Linked DNA regions of Pan troglodytes: region 1 is linked to region 2. Evidence: chromatin contacts called from public Hi-C data. All regions are on one chromosome and are shown on one strand. Each heading gives the region's core, a stretch centred on a gene start, on an enhancer-like site or on the middle of the called end of the contact. The rest is flanking DNA. Distances are from core to core; before and after follow the strand shown.

Region 1 (3,579 bases), core at 397-2,896, 180 kb before region 2:
GCTGGGATTACAGGCATGCGCCACGATGCCTGGCTAATTTTGTATTTTTAATGGAGACAGGGTTTCTCCACGTTGGTCAGGCTGGTCTCAAACTCCCGACCTCAGGTGATCCGCCCGCCTCAGCCTCCCAAAGTGCTGGGATTACAGGCGTGAGCCACCATGTCTGGCCTATATTGTGGCTTTAAAAGAGTCAGAAACTCAGCTGGAGAAAAGGTTTTAGGACAGCAAGAGTGCCTTGTATTGTGTTGTGATAGAAACCTCTTCCATAAACATTATCTAGGCCCTGGAATGCCCACACCCACCTTTCATGGGCATGTCACACCCCTTCTTGCCTGCCTGAATGCTCCTGATCCCCATCTGGCCTCCTCAGGTGTTACACACCCTGCTTCGCTGGCCACAATTCAAGCCCTCACCTGGTTTCCTTGGACATCATCTGAGAGCTACCTGTCTTTCCTGAGAGAGCTCCAGCTGGCACAGAACCCCTTCCCTTGGGGATACTGGCAAATACATATCCAACTTGCCATAGGCACTGGCAGGAAGCTTAGACCTGTCCTCCTGCCCACAAGCACTGCCTTGAAGGCTCATGCTGGCTCTCTGAGTGCCTGATCCAGTGGCCTGGGTCCTCTGGCCACCTCCCAAGCTGCAGACCATTGATTTCGTTTGCAGCTCTGGGCCAGCGGAACCCCCCGTTCTCATCCTTACCAACAAAGCACACACTTGAATTTCCCATAACTGCTCTGGTTGCTCACTTTTTGCTTTTTCTTGGAAAGCATCCAGGACAGGAATCTAGCTTAGTACAAAGAGCCTAAATTAATGCTTCTTAGCCTGCACAAAAAAATAATTTTTTGTTATCTTCTCTTTGTTGTCTAATCTGATCCAAGGTGACTTGCAGGAAAGAAATGCTTCCACTAGTAAGTTAAAAGTGTTCATTTTTGCAATCCTAATAGCTGTTTGAAATATAACAGCTTGTTTAGTCCTCTCCCCAGATGAATGTACCTTCATCTTTAGATTTATGATTTGGTTTTTATCTCTTCTGAAAATAGAGACAGATGTACTGGAAGTTCCCTTATCTCTGCCTCTCAGAACTGGGGCCTCTTTTCTGAGTTTTACTTGTCTTCTAGACATCCAAAGCAGCCACTAGTTAGGTTTATTCTTCTTAATTCTCATTTTCTCTCCATATGTTTTCTTCTCTGAGCCCATAAACACTTCACCACTCTTCTTTACAAAGGCAGGGCCCTTTACATGATTTAGAACATTCTACATACTGACAGAGCACTCCAGGTGGCTCAGCTAACTCACCACAGCTTTTATGTCTTCCAGGTTAGGGAAGGCATTAGGGCCAGAGGTCAGCGTGCCCTTCCTGCCAACAGACAGCCTTGCTCCACCCCACTGAGTGTTCTGTTTGGAGTGAAGGCCAAAGGTCTCTGGACTAAAAAAAAATGCCTTTAATTCAAGCCCAAGTTATAAAAGAAAGAATTCCAGCTTCTGCTGTCAGGCCTGCGAGGCTGGCCAAGCTGGAGCATCCTTGACCTTTCTTTTTTCCTTCAGCCGTCCAATGAATTTGTGTCCAATTCGTCCTCCAACCCTCCACAGACAGTTGCATTCTATGATGCCTCTGGTGATTTGGAAGGCGGCCGAGCTAGGCACCAAAATAGGAGCGCCTGAGGCGAGAGATTCTTCCAAGGTTCTTGGTTGTCAGAAAGATGAACATCACCACATGGTTCTAAAAGAAGAGATGAAAGGGATTAACATTGTAAGCAGTTGTGAGATTAGACTCTCCAAGTCACTAGGCTCCAGATGAAGCAGGAGGCATAGCAGGGAAAATCCTGTGCTGGTATCGGTAAAATTATGAGCAAGGTTTTAGAGGATTCATCAGAGGAAGGCTAAGTTGAATGGGCACTAATGAGCTGATGACTCAAATCTAGGAAGGAATAAGATCATAACAACCAAAGCTCTGCATGAAGGTGGGTGCTGTATAATTATCACATCTACTAGAGACAGGCACTGGTCCCCAAGATGAGACTGGCTGGCCCCTCACCCAGTGAACAAGTTATCAAATACTTAACTAAAATAAGAACTGTGAATATGCCCAGAAGGATTCTTTGCGCATGTACTTAAATATGTTACTCTCCCTATCTTTTATTAAGGCCCTTGTTTGGAGAAGGGACTGAACTAGATGTGGGCATGTCTTAAAAATGCTTACGAATCTTGAGCCTGGTATAACGTAAACACTCAGAAAACACTTTATTGTTTACAATATAGTAGGACTCATCCCGTCGTGGGGAGCTATGGCAGTGGCCTTGAAAAGAGTGGGTATTAGTACACAAATGTTCAGAATGTCCCACATTGCTACATAGTGCCCAGTTCATGGATGAGCTGCCACTCTGCTGGGACAGGCTTCATCTGTTTATTTCAAATGTATAAATGTTGGGTGTTCTCTTGGCCTTAAAAGGGGTTAGACGTAGCACAGGGCATTTATATTGTCATGAAATCAGTCTGAGAGTGTTGGATGGGGGCATTAATATATGAAATCAGGGAAATAGCTTTTCCCTCATCCTCTTCACCTCCAAGAATATCTTTCTGAGATATTCTCTATTGTTCTGCCCAGTGCAGTTAGGTCTTACTTAGTTTGCCTTGTAAGTTCATTTCAGATTTTAAGCGCTCTCCCCATAGGAAGTTTTTCCTGCTGTTCTGCCTGAGTTGCCTTCTGCTTAGTTTTAGTCCATTATGTCTGTAAAGAGAGGGAGGGTTTTATGGGGCAAAAGGCCCAATCATCGTGGGAAGAATGAATCATTCCAAGAACAGTGAGATGGGCTGGAAGGAGAAGGCAGCGAAGGGGCAGGAAGTTGTGGGTGGAATGGGTTACTGAGAACAGCACCAAAACAGTCTGTCTTCTCTCTCCATTACTCCCACTAGGGGGTGCCCAGCATCCCAGAATAATCACTATTATTAGGAAGTTGAAGTTTGATGTGTCATCTCCTAATAGAAGGGCACTGGTTTCTCCCCCAGGGTTTTCTATATCTCTGCCCTGAGTTGAGAAGAGATCTCTGTGTGTGTATGTGTATGTGTATGTGTATTGTGTGTGCATATTTGTTTGTGTGTATGTGCTTGTGTATGTGTGGGTTAGAATCAGTAAGTGCACAAATGCCTCTTAAGCATTCATTTAAAGATTCTCAATTCATGGAAATCCTTAGGGATACACTGAGTTTTCCAGGACCCAGCTGACTTGATCTTGAAGTCAGTGGCTGGAGTAGTTGTGGGCCAGAAACATCCTCCTCAGCCCAGGAGAAGTGGCAGCTGATGTATTTTAATTACTGGGAGTCAAGAAGTTGTAGGGATAAGAAATGAGTGCAGCTGAGCGATCAGCTGGAGGTCAGGGATGGAGGAAAGACAGAGGGTGTGTGAGATTCTGAAGTAGAGTGGTGAACAGGTGTGGGATGGATGTCAGGGTGAGATGAGGGTATCTGGAGGGTTTCCAAACAGCCAGGCCTTCAGGATGGCCATAGCAAAACTTCCAGTTCTGAATGGTTTTGTGGAAAGAACATGGAACCTGGATCTTGGAAGACATGAACTGAAATT
Region 2 (3,180 bases), core at 674-3,173:
GCCAAGGGCTCACAGATAGTGAATAGTGAAGCCAAAAGGCAAATCCAGCCTGTCTTGCTCCAGAGAGGATATAGAGTGAACACAGATAAAATTTCTTAGTTACCAAGCAGTTGAGTCTCCATTAATAATAAGAAACAATTATGGCAGAACCAGATATAGTATGTGGTAGACACAAGATCTAAACAAAGAATAACCTCACACCTTTCAGGCCCTTTCTATATCAAACATTCTTGCTCCCAGTTGCTTTTGCTTTGGTTGGAGTCTTACTCATTTTCATCTAGTAACCTCCCCTCTCCAGGATGGAAGCCACATGAGACTATTGAGCATTTGAAATGACGCTTGTCTGAAAAGAGATGTGCTATAAGTAGAAGATATCAGATTTAGATTTTGAAGACTTAGTATGAAAAAACTATATAAAATATCTCATTAACAACTTTCAAAGTATTGATTGCATGTTAAATTTAAAAATACTAAAATTAATCTCACCTATTTTTCAATATGACCATTAGAACATTTAAAATTCTTACAATTTGCATTATATTTCTACTGGACAGAGCTGCTTAGATTTACTAATTAGTATCTTTCTCCTTTCAGTTCTGTAGACCTGATGAAAGGTTTGTCCTCAAGAGCTTTGCCTTTGGGACTGGTTTAGCCATTTGAGGCTCTAAAAGTCAGTGTTAAGCCCCTAAACTTACTGTATTTAGTTTATTTATTTTAACAAGTTTCACTGTTTATACCCAATACAGGAGGTGATAAGGAAAGCATTTTTGTCTGTCTGCTTTAGCCCCTGCTTTGCTCTGAAATTAAATCTCTGACCAGAACATGGCTGCTACCCTGTCCTATGACCGCATGATTGATTTTTCTTTTCAAACTGAGACGTGTGCTGGGGAAATAATTCTTTATTTTTCTGCTCAAGGGCCAGCTGAAGAATTCCAAGTTGTCTTTGAAATGTTTAGGAAATGGTGTAGCCTGTTGTTAACTCTTTCTGCTAGAGAACCTTAAGCATTAGTGGTACTGCTATTGCCATCAACTGTTTCAGACATACCTCTTAAATGTTGTAATCCAGAAAAAAGTCACAGCCTCCCTGCTTAAGGAACTTGGGACATTAATGAAGAGGCAGACTTTCTGATCTAGTAGGCAGTGACAAAGACCAGTAATCAAGAGTGAGATGGTGAGGCTCAGCAAAGAGAGTGAGCTATGTAGTCTGCAGGGTTTGGGGTAGGCTTTTCGAAGGCAGTGAGCCTGGAGGGATAGTAGTTTTTGGACTGTTCTAAAGTTAGTGATGTAGGCTAGGATGGTCACAGAGATGGACATGATGTTGCCAGGGGACAATTTGGGGAGGGAGGGAAGTAGCCCCTGGGAACCAGTCACAGGTAAGTGTAAGTGAAGTTGGAGGTAGGGATAGATGATAGGGGTCTAGAGTCTGAATTCGATTCAGGGGGAACCCAATTGTATGTTCCTGGACAGAGCCAGTCAATGAAAACCCCAGTCTTACGTTCTGAGGGACCGCGTGTGATTTTCGCATCTTCTGTTGGTCAGTGTGGAAGTTGACACAATGGCAAAGCATTAAAACATTTAAATAAACAATTATATAGTACTTATATGTGTCAGACAATGTATTTTTAAATAAATACATAATTTTAAAACAAATACATAATTATATCATAGCAAGTGAAACTGTTCCTCGCTTACAGTAATCAATTTAAGGCCACATATTAAGTTAATGATACTGTAAAAGGCAGGTAGATGTAACAAAAATCTTAAAGGTTTTCATATTGCATTTTACTGATGGGCAACTGAGACTCCAGAGGCCTCAAAACTTCACACAGCAAATTTATCTAGCAGTGGCATGCAGGGTAGGTTGAGGGTTGAGCAAGGAGGTCAGTTAGCAAATTCTTCAGGAGTGAGGTGATGGGAGTCTTGTTCTAAAGTGGCGAGAATGGAGAGGAAACATGAGAGCTGTTGGTTGGGCCATTGTTCAGGCAGCTGTTGCCATGTGTCTGTTTATTTCTCTGTACACTTGGGTTAATCTGTGATGACCATTTAAGGTGCAGACTCCTGGTGTGTGGCAGTGGTTCTGTATGGCGAATTGGGCAGGTGCCAAGAGGGAATTCATAATCCAAGGCTGACATTATGGAGTACTTACAGTGGGCCACACATCCTATGCTAAGTCCTGAATTACCTCTTTCATTCCTCACCATAACTCAGTGAGGTATCTGCCATTATTCTCCCTCTTTTACAGACGAGGGAACCAAGGCTCAGTGAGCTTCAGTAATTTGCCACAAGTCACACAACTAGGATTCAAACCCAAGTCTGTCTGACCGCAAGGTCTTTAACCATCATGTATACTGCCCGCCTCATTATTGATTGATAGTAATGACTGTTTATAGCATCTTTCTCATGTTTCTTCCTTATTTAACCTTGAGTAGGGGTTTCTATGACTTAGCTTGGAACTCAGTATTGGAAACAACGGAAATTCACCAGGCAAAAAGCTCCATTTCTAACCCCCTGTGCAACATACTTGTGTATCTTATTCTATGGTTTATATCATCATTAAAGTGGCTCTACTTGGCCCTTTAAGAAGCTAATTAATCACTAAATATAAACCACAACTTGTTCTTTTCAATCCTCTGCATGTTTCTTCCCCCCATTGTGTGATGCCATCTGGTGCTATGAGCTCATGCTTTTTGTGTTCCTTTTCAGAGAGCCAGATTCATTGCTCTCTAAACCCAGAAAGCCAGTTAATTTCAAAGTTTGCATGTGTGACTTTGAAAAAATTGGAATCTAATGCCTCCTTGTGGATTTTAACAGTATAAATTATTCCTTAACATAACACTGCATGGAACTTCCGTCTTTACCACCATCTGTGTATATATATGTGCTTGTCTTTTTATCAAAAAGATCTAATTTGTCTTTGGTTGCTTGATATGTTCTGTCAAGCAACTACAGGTCTTTTCCTGTAAGATTTTTGTGGTTTCATTTTGTCAATTTAATGTGTGTGCTGTAGGGAGCCAAACCTTAATAATATTGCTTTCCTCTTCAAATCTATCTGACTTTCTCCTATGACAGTGGAACAAGTGTTTAAGAACAAGGACATAAAACAGCTAATGGCAGGTCTCTGACACTGCTGCTGAGCTGTCTTTCATTCCCACTTTCTCTTCTAATTCTGCCTGAAGTCTC

What was found. Hi-C and Micro-C count contacts between places; a contact is called where the count stands out from the background.
Region 1: a Hi-C map of stem cell-derived neural progenitor cells shows a contact between it and region 2, with 3 times the contacts expected there. The contact joins two enhancer-like sites. A contact is called at or near these places in 2 of 7 Hi-C or Micro-C datasets (blood and stem cell-derived neural progenitor cells).

Annotation. Positions count from the first base shown.
Region 1 is chr12:83,265,533-83,269,111 of NHGRI_mPanTro3-v2.0_pri, reverse strand. All of the region lies in intron 2 of LOC129135347, which reads left to right. Among named protein-coding and RNA genes, the nearest start is that of MAP4K3, 76 kb to the left of the region's middle. Within about 2 kb of position 1,646, at least 12 of the 24 cell types and tissues checked have an H3K27ac peak or open chromatin away from gene starts, as enhancers often do. A contact at or near this core is called in stem cell-derived neural progenitor cells, where this site is marked.
Region 2 is chr12:83,083,169-83,086,348 of NHGRI_mPanTro3-v2.0_pri, reverse strand. The region is part of intron 1 of TMEM178A (transmembrane protein 178A); the gene reads left to right. Among named protein-coding and RNA genes, the nearest start is that of TMEM178A, 31 kb to the left of the region's middle. Within about 2 kb of position 1,923, at least 11 of the 24 cell types and tissues checked have an H3K27ac peak or open chromatin away from gene starts, as enhancers often do. A contact at or near this core is called in stem cell-derived neural progenitor cells, where this site is marked.